Regions from separate parts of the Danio rerio genome. Here region 2 is linked to region 1. The links are chromatin contacts, called in public Hi-C maps. All regions are on one chromosome and are shown on one strand. The core of a region is the stretch at or near the end of the contact, and the rest is flanking DNA. Distances in the headings are between cores, read along the strand shown.

What was found. A called contact is a pair of places that touch in the nucleus more often than the background predicts.
Region 2: a Hi-C map of embryo shows a contact between it and region 1, with 2.4 times the contacts expected there. The contact joins the enhancer-like site here to the promoter of znf521 in region 1. A contact is called at or near these places in 2 of 18 Hi-C or Micro-C datasets (embryo and hematopoietic stem cells).

What each region holds. Positions count from the first base shown.
Region 1 is chr20:20,771,106-20,776,275 of GRCz12tu, reverse strand. znf521 (zinc finger protein 521) reads right to left here and starts at 2,129. Exons shown (of 3, transcript XM_001339531.9): 1 at 1,620-2,129; 2 at 407-598. The coding sequence starts at 1,938.
Region 2 is chr20:20,995,409-21,000,578 of GRCz12tu, reverse strand. No RefSeq gene overlaps it. Among named protein-coding and RNA genes, the nearest start is that of cdc42bpb, 12 kb to the right of the region's middle. Within about 2 kb of position 2,303, at least 3 of the 62 cell types and tissues checked have an H3K27ac peak or open chromatin away from gene starts, as enhancers often do.

The sequences.
Region 1 (5,170 bases), core at 880-3,379:
GCTGTCAGTGTGAGAGGACCAGATTCACAGTTTGAACAAATGCAGTGCTGCTACTTTAAAGTACTGAATATTTACAAGACATAAAAACAAACCAAAAACCATTGAACCAAATCCATGCTTACACTGAATCAAATTACTGTATCTGCTTTAAAAGATTTAATACATAAAAACACGATTAGCTATTTAAGTATCATAAATCCAGAATCACTTGTAAGGGCATGATTCGTTATGTTTGTGTGCAAATGGGGAATTGCAAATATACCAAATTCAAAGGTCACAAAAACACCAAGAAACACTAAACCTGCAATATAAAACCCCGGAGGTCTCTCTTTGTAATCTTCTTGTATAAAGGATACAGACAAATAGAGTGAATATATTCACAGTTTATTCAGGATAATGTGTTTACCTGAACTATGGCAGTACTTTGTTTGGACCGGTGATTCTGATTGTGGTAGGTTTGTAGGCTCTTCAGCACTTTCTTCTTTCCCTTGTCCATGTCTGTTACTTTCCTCATCCCATTCTTTGCCCCTCTCCTCTGAGCAATCTTTCTTTCCCATATTCATCCCATCGTCATTTGCATTTAACCGGTTTTCATGACCTGTATAGAAGAGATTGACTCATGATGACCATAGGTGCTAAATGTAATTTAATTTACATTGCTAAAAAAGCTAGCACTTTAAGTGGATCACCTGGCGCGCACAGGGTTATCCTGAAAAGTGCAAACAAATATAGACATTTTGATCTGTTTTTCATCTAGCTATGGAGTACCCTTGTGTGCTTGTTTGTTTTTTAAATAAAATGGTGTACAGAAGACAAGAAGCAGATGCTTGAAATATAACATTTTCTGTTTTTAATGACAGCACGATGAACTATAGAATTACCTCTACAGGGAAAACTATGCAAATAAAATGCGCAGAGAAACAACTTCAAAAGTTTAATTTTTCATTATACAGACTTATTCTGCAATTATTCTGGTAACATCTGTAATTCAAAGTGACAGCAACATGTCAGGAAACATACTAAGCTTTATACCCAGCAAACATAAAAACATTAGAAAATTTTTAAACTCGCATTTATTCATTTTTATGTCATGTTTCTGAATTTGTCTTCTGTTGTTTTATACTGAGAGAGTTACATATTATCTGTCCCCTGCTCCTAAATCTAACATGCATTTACATTTAATTGTTATACATTATTATATGTTTATTAAGCTGTATTCCTCAGTCATTTACATTCTCTGTCCTAGCTAGGACATTTAGTCCTCCCAAACAAAGCAAAATCGCTCACACATTATTAAAACAGCTGTGAAAACTTTGTTGTTCCTAATACCACAAGAGTAGCCTACCTTAATAAGTTAATCTTCATCGATATGTATGCTATCATGTGTATTACGTGCCTAATATGGTAACACACTCCTAATTAAAGACTAATTAAAGACTTTATAAGAATACAGTGGAAGTGAAATGAAAGTTCTGCAGAACAATTACATTATCCTCTTCTGGTCTACTCCGCAACATCGATCTGAAGTCTATCTACAACGTATTAGGGTCGATTTGCCTACTGTGGAGTTTCACTCAAAACCACAAGGAAACAAGTGATTAAATAAAAACCTTTCGTACCTTTCAAAGATCTTGGTTTCGCTTGCTTTCGACGAGACATTATAGAGGGCTTCAGCAGCTGCCAGTAAACGGGTTGAGTTGCTGTCCACTGTTTGAAAGCGCAGGCGGCGAACAAGAGCAAACACTTGAGTGTTATTTCATGAACTGGAATAGCGGGAAAGCACATTAATATGACGGGCAAAGGGGCTCGCCCCCGCCTACAGCAGCGGGATGACTCCATACACGCGCTGCGCCACCGGGGACGCGCGCGAGATGCGTAATCGCTGTACTCACGTGAACACGCGCACACACAGAGCTGAACCACAGTTTTATCGTTCATATACTTTTTAGTTTGAGTTAACTTGTTTAAAGTTGAAGAGTGTTGAGTTTACTAGTTCACGGTGTAAAAATAGTTCTCGTTTTTACTTCACGTCACGTTTTTTCTACAAGAATTTCGTAAGCTGAATGCAAGTAAACAGCAAAGAAGACTACATAATGAGAGCGTGCTTGCTGTATGTGCTTACAGTAGTCTAAATATATTGGCTTACTATAATTATTTTAATTAAATTTAATACATTACTTTTGTTAGAAATATTTAAGATTGTATCAAATCTGACTTTTAAGTTTAGGATCTGGACATATTAAATATTTAAATAGTAAAATTTCCTCAGAATGAAAGGTTAAATGAGTGTATGTAAACAACATTTAAACCTCATTTTATTTTTTAAAATTCCCAAAACGTCTCATTTTGGCTGAGAGTGGGAGCATTCACTCCATAATTCATACGTTTCTTTCAAATCAAAGAAATAAAACAACCAAGAAGAGAAAATGCTCATGTAACATTTGAAAAATCTACAATATAGCATCAAACATATGGCACTGTTGTAATGAAATCATCAGAGGAGCGTCTTCCTTCATAATGACACCTCGGTTTAATTTCTCTGTGGAAACGTTAGTTATGAGCCGCCCCGTTGGATGGGCTTTGCAGTGGGGAACGTTGATTAGAAAGCTGGATCCCTTTGGGAGTCTGCTCTGCAATTGCATGTTTCTAATGAGTTTTGAATTAGCTGCTGAGACACTTGTCTGTGACTGTTTTGTGAATAGAGAAGGGAATGTTGTGATGAAGACACACACCACGACATAATACATCTGTCAGGTCCTGAGATTCCAGCATAAAGACTTTGGGTCAGTGATGTGTAGTTTGGGTTGACTCTACCCTTAAGAATCCTTGTAGTGAGTTAAACTGTCAGATGACATTAGGAATCTGCAGCGCACCCGAGTATAAGCATATTTGTGAATATGTAGTGTAGCTTTAAATAGACCGTATTGACATGCAAAAGCAACCTTTGCACAAAGGAGATCATGAAGGAAATAATATATCAGCCAATCAGAGTATCTCCAGGGAGGAAAGCTGTTCTGCTTCATATCCTCAAGCACCCAATTGGTTTTATTAGACCATTTGAAAACAAATACTTTGCAGTGAATCTTCTTGAGCAAAAATAATAATAAAAACAGTCATTTGCTCTAGATTGTTGTTTTGATTGATTCACTTTTTTAAAGTTAAGAACTGAGAGAGTTAATTTTGTTATTCTGAGTGAGAAAGACTTATAATGTATGTTATTATTTCAGAACCACTAATAGGCATAAAATATAAAGCCTATTAAGCTCTTAAAGAAATAGTTAGCCACAATTAATACTAAAGGTATTAATATTAATATTAATATTAAAGGTGCCATAGAATGAAAATTCATTCATTCATTGTCCTTCAGCTTAGTCCCTTTATTCATCAGGGGTCGCCACACCCATACACTTTCACATGCACACACATACACTATGGACAGTTTATTTAATTCACCTATTGTGCCGGTCTTTGGACTGTAGGGGAAATCGGAGCACCTGGAAGAAATCCAAATGAACGCGGGGAGAACATGCAAACTCCACACATAGAATAGCCAATTGGCCCAGCCGGGACTTGAACCAGCGACCTTCTTGCTGTGAGGCGACGGGTCCAAGCTGCTACTCATTTTAATTGAGAAAATAGTTGTTTATGGCCATTTTTTAGATATATCACACATTAAAGTGAATTTAAAAATCATAGTGTACACATCATTCTCTGGAATTGCTGCATCACAGATACCAAAATGTTAACAATTTATAAAAAAATAATTATTATCCAGTCATCAGATATGGATATATATAGCGATCATGATTTTCGAAAGTATTACATGGCTTTGCAAACATTTATTATAAGCATTTGATGAGTCTCCCCATACGGGTTGGTAGAGCTATTGGACATAAAAAAGAGAGAGAGTTAAACTTAGAAAGTCATTTACCTGTTTAATAATGATTTGATCAGCTGTAGTTTAAGAAAAGTTTAGCTGTATTGTTCCATCTCTAAGGGCTTATTATGCAGTCTGTCACCATTGTGGATGGACAACCTCAACTGTCTTTGCTTAGTATGACAGGCTAAAGGCCGCCGACACGCTGTCTCTCAGAAATTATTAATATTTTAAAATATGCACTATCCTTATAAATAAACTTCATAGTTGCAATCTAAACCACTACATTCTCGACTAAAAAAGCCTCAAAAGTAAATTATGTTGCACAACAGAAGCAATATTTGTCAAACTGTAGAGTGTCTCTGCTTGTTGCTGTATGTGGGCAGAGTAATACAAGGGTGAAGGGTGAAGGGGTGGTACAAGTGCTTTTACTGGCAGAATATCACACGGCATTCAACCAATCAGATTCAAGAACAAGAAAGAACTGTTGCATAAATGAGCATAAAAAAACTGGAGAATATTCGTACTTGAGCCACATAACTTCTATGCAGATATTAAAGAACAGTTTAGCATATTGGATCAATGCAGTTTGTGGCACCTCTAAAAACACTCTATATTTTGCATGCCAGACCAGTAGTTTGTAAAGAAAGATAGTCCTGCACACGTACTGCCCCATAGTGTGCCATTGTTGTCAAGTATTGGCACACCAAACGTGCAATATGCATGAAGTTGCAGTTTTCATAAAATCATTTTAGACAGATATTAACAATAGCTCCAATCATTTAATCACCACAATTCCAACACAACGGATGATACTCTACTCAAAGCTGTTCACATTTTCAGACAGAAATTCTGTATTTCTGTGGCAACATGGTCAACATCTAAATTTACGTTGGCCAGGTGATACAATGGTCATTTGGTGAAATCACAGCTTTCAGAAATTTTAGAGTTTACAAATTATGATTGTGTGTTGTAGGAGGCCGGGATCACTTTTTACTTTCAGAATCTTCTAATTACAAGAAAATGAAGGCAGCTAATATCATCTACCACATTGGTTCCCAAAGGGGGGTTGCTTGGTGATTTCCAAAAATGTGATAATTTTTTTTTTAAATAAACAAATAGAATTACCATACTTTATCCATAACCTACTGAAGATAAAAATAGTAGTTTAGTTACAGCCTTCTGCTTTTTTTTTCTATTGGATTGGGACCCTTGGGGTGATTACATTATATTAAAGGTACTGATGCAGCAGATTAACTTTATGGAATCAGGTTAAACTTTCTGACACCTTTA
Region 2 (5,170 bases), core at 1,054-3,553, 220 kb before region 1:
GCGAAGGCGGGGAGAACATGCGAACTCCACACAGAAACGCCAACTGAGCCGAGGTTCGAACCAGCGACCTTCTTGCTGTGAGGCGACAGCACTACCTACTGCGCCAATGCCTCACCCCAGTGTCAGAACAATAAATATTAATATTATTTTTGTTTTTTGACTCTCAAAGGTGCTAGTATTGCTGTTAAATTCGCTTTATGAATCTCAATGGACCATGTTTTCAGCTAAAAATCTTCTACTGGCTCAAAGGTGAGTAAATTAACATGTTAAATGTTAATTCCTGGTTGATATTTTTGTAATCATCTGCAACATCATGAATTTCATGAACACCAGTCTTTCATAATGAACTCCCCCATACCCAAATCATCCTATTGCATAGATCATAAAAAGGTGCCACAGAATGCATTGATATAATACTTTTTTTAAATTTCTCTGATGTTGAAAAGGAAGTTATGTAGCTTATAATAAGTGCAAAAATTCTCCAGAAAAGGTTATTAAAGTTGTATTTTCAAGCCCTATGATTGGACTTAATATGAGATGGGTGGTTTTGACCATATTTGGAAGGTTTGTGATTATTATTGATGAGCTCTGCTCTGAGACCCTGTCAACAGGAACACGGGTATTTTCAAAACCACCATTTTTCTTTTATGCAGTTTGTTCACAAAAAAGCATAACCATGTGACTGAAACAAATGGAGTAAATGACTTTTTAAACGGCAGTTTTGATAACTGAATGATAGAGAAGTGGTCAAGTGGCTTATGTTAAGTAGGAGTGAGTAAGTAACTTTATGCCACCAAAGTAATCTAGTTTACTCCTGAGTTGTGTTATGGATGAAAATTTGGTTAATTACGATTATACTCAACAAAAGAGGCAGACAGAAATGTATTTAGTGCATTTAACATAAAACACAACCAGGATTTAATATCAACCTAAGCATAAGCAAATGAGTTTTTTACATTTATTGTGAAAGATACAATAAAAGTTACATATTCAGCAGTCTACATGTGTTTGTTGCCTCATTGCAAAAAACAGAAATGTGCGCACATCTAGAAAAATCTTGAAGGCAGGTGCACGATCAAAAAACAAACATAAGTAGCAAAAGATTCAAAGTAGATCGGCACACTGCCACTTTAGCTCTCAAATTTTTTTTTTTTTTTTTTTTTTTTTTTTTTTTAGTCAAAATTACAAAAACACTACGTTTCGACCGACATGGTCTTCATCAGGTGACCTGATGAAGACCATGTCGGTCGAAACGTAGTGTTTTTGTAATTTTGACTAAAAAAAAAAAAAAAAAAAAAATTTTTTGAGAGCTAAAGTGGCAGTGTGCCGATCTACTTTGAATCTTTTGCTACTTATGTTTGTTGCCTCATTACCAACACACATTGCAAATATCTTAAGATACATGTTAAACTAACAAAAGATACAGATAAACAGACCTTATGACTCTTCAGGTTGGCGATAAATAAATTTAGCATCCATGTATTCCGCATTGTGCGTTGACTCTTCATGGTCATGCATGGCTGCTTGCTTCACAGAAAGCTACTTTACTTTTTCAAAATAAGAGTCACACATTGCCTATGTACAGTAAAATTTAAGTTTAGATCAAATAAAAAATATTGAGGATTAAGTTGGGGGGATTTCACATTAGGAAATCAATCAAATGCTGCTGAGAAATGCATTTAAATGATCCCATGTGGATCTCCACAGTCTTTTGATTGGTCTGTTTTCACTGGATTTGCGTTTTGAACAGGGAAACAATAGTGTTTGACACAAATGGTATGTCATTACCATGTACTGAACTCTTAATATTCTGCTATGTCTATACCCAGATTTTCATGACACCTTTAAACACACTGTGTTGCTTTATTTTGTGTGGCTGGATGTGTGTTCAGTTGTACTGTTTTATTATATTTTTACCTCTTAGATACGACAGTCAGATATGATAAAATCAGTCGTGAGCGATGTATTTGTCAGAATATTTAAACCTGTCTGGAAGTGACTCCATTTGTGATGTAAAGTCAAGACCTCTGGAGTTCATACACTCACTTAACTATTAGGCCGGTATCTTATGCTAACATTTCTGTTTCACATTACACAGTGTGATGGAACACAGGGCGTGATGGAAAACAGGGCTAGAAGTCAGATGTCGGAGGTTACAGCACCTCGCCTTCCTATTGGCTCAAGCTTGATTATGAGGATGATGATGATGTCACAGCGAGCGTCCAGTGAAAGGAGATGCTGCCGTTCATATAGAGGCTCCGGGTGATCATCTCGCAGCCCAGGATCCAGCAAAACCCAGACCTCAGCCACTTGGCAGTCGGATTTTTCCAGTGGCTCTGTAACTTGACAAGGAGAGGTATCCATTTTGACACATATACCTCTGTGGATGTTAATTTTTAAACACTAAAGAGTCAGTGTCGGTTCAGCACAGCGATCACGCATTCCTACTTCAAAGAAAATGAAAGATTTGAGTTAAATTACCTACAAATTGCAGTCCAATAGTGAGTACCATTAATATGATAGGAATTGTAGTTAGTTATGTAATAATCTGTCGACTTTTTAACTTTTAGACTACTTTTGACATAGTCACACAACCTTGAATAACATTATTTTGTACCATTTTGATACAAATGTAGTTCACTTCAGATTAAAAAATCTGTCATGTTTAAAAACCCACTGCTTGTTCAGGTGTGGAACACAAAAATAGATGATATATCAAATCAAATCAAATTAAATCAAATCACTTTTATTGTCACATCATCAGCAGCACGTGTGCTATGATGATTGAAAAGCTTAGGTGCTGGCTCCAGACAGTACAAAATATAGACAGTGCATAATACTGACAGTGCAAAAACAACAGCATACAGCATATTATCATGTTTTTTGTAACCCAAGTCACACATAATCCAGCAAACACACAAAACATTAATACCTGTGAGCCCTGACAATATATTGTGGATGTATTAGGGCTGCACGATATTGGAAAAATCTAACATTGCAATATTTTGGTATTCTCCGATATATATTGCACTATGGATACAATTTCACCTGATGACTTGAACATTTTTCTTTTAGGGAGATCTGATCATTTAAGAATGATTGGAATGATTCTTAAGGGCAGTACATCTTCATAAAAGTCTAACAAATAAACATATTAAATAATGTAATATAATAAAGAAAGTGATAGAAATGAAATAAACACTTTTCTATTGTTTTCCGAGGAGTCTAACAGTATTCAGGTACAGTAATTGAATAATCAAATGTATAATAATACTGCATAGTCTTTTTTGTATAAATATTTAAATGAAATTAATCATTATTTAAGTTAGAAACCGTTCAGTTTATTGTACGTGAATGCTTTTAAAGTCCTTCTACAGTCACAGGTCTCAAAAACACACTATAATAAAGACTCAACATTGCATATCCTGCGATGTGACTATTGCAAATGATCACATTTTGATATCGATGCTGAAACATTATACTGTGCAGTCCTAAATTTTAAGTCAGAATTATTAGCCCCCCTTTGAATTTTCTTTTCTTTTTTAAATCTTTCCCAAATGATGTTTAACAGAGCAAGGAAATTTTCACAGTATGTCTGATAATATTTTTTCTTCTGGAGAAAGTGTTATTTGTTTTATTTAGGCTACAATAAAATCAGATTTTAATTTTAAAAAATAAACATTTTAAGGTCAAAATTATTAGCCCTTTTAAGCTATTTTTTTTTCAGATGTCTACAGAACAAACCATTATTAAACTATAACTTGTCTAATTACCCTAACCTACTTAGTTAACCTAAATAACCTAGTTAAGCTTTTACATGTCACTTTAATCTGTATAGAAGTGTTTTGAAAAATATCTAGTCAAATATTATTAACTGTCATCATGGCAAAGATAAAATAAATCAATAAATTGATAAATCAAATAAATTTCACTTTCTGTTTCCGTTAAACAGAAATTGGGGGGAAAATAAACAGTGGGGTTAATAATTTAGGGGGGTTAATAATTCTGACTTTAACTATGTATTGACTGATTTATGTATTGATTGCTCAGAAACTGCATTTTATTTACAGCATTACCCAAAGCTTGGAAATGAACAGCAAATGTTTTTAACATTTTGGGTAAACAATCCCTTTAAAATGTAGGAATATAACTGAGACAGTTCTTCAATAATTATAAGCAATAAATATCAGTATATCTTAATTTTGAGTCAGTGTCAGATCCCTTTTAGTGTTTAATAAACACCACTTGACCTTTGATGACCATAAAGTACATCTTCAATATTTTTTCATTTTCCTTCGGCTTAGTCCCTTTATTTACTTTATATACAGGGGTCACCAAAGCAGAATGAACAACCAACTTATGCTAGCATATGTTTTAGACAGAGGATGCCCTTCTAGCTACAACCCAGCACTGGGAAACACCCGTACACACTCACATTCACTCACATTCACTATGGCCAATTTAGCTTTTTCAAGTCACCAATAGCGCATGTCTGTGGACAGTGGGAGAAACCGGAGCACCTGGAGGAAACCCACACGAACACAGAGGGAACATGCAAACTCCACACAGAAATGCCAACTGGCCCCGCTGGAAATCGAACCAGTGAACCTCTTTCTGTGTGGTGAAAGTGCAACCCACTGAGCCACTGTGTCGCTCCTTTGGGTGAACTATCCCTTTAAAATGTAGGAATGTAACTGAGACAGTTCTTCAATAATCATGAGCAATTGATGTCAGTTTATCTTAATTTTGAGACAATGGCAGATCCCATTTAGTGTTTAATAAACATCACTTGACCTTTGACAACCATAAAGCATATCTTTATATATTTCTGTTAATATTAGGATTGGGCAGTATCCAAATTTTGATACCGTCAAACCTCCTCCCTATTTTACCTCGGTATACGGTATTACAGTGCATAATAAAAAATTATGATGTAAGGCTCGGACCGCGTCACCAAACTGTTGGTTTGCACCTTAACCATGAATACTGAATACTGTATATGCGACCTTAGGTTCACGGTCACCTGTTTGTTGCACAATTTGCAAATTGTCTTATTCGTATTTACCATCTCTCCCTCCTCGTTCGGTCGAAACCCAAAATACTGCCAAACTGCAGAGATTGTGTTCTTTTTCAAGACCAGGTCACTTGGTGCACAACTCGCCATCTTTCC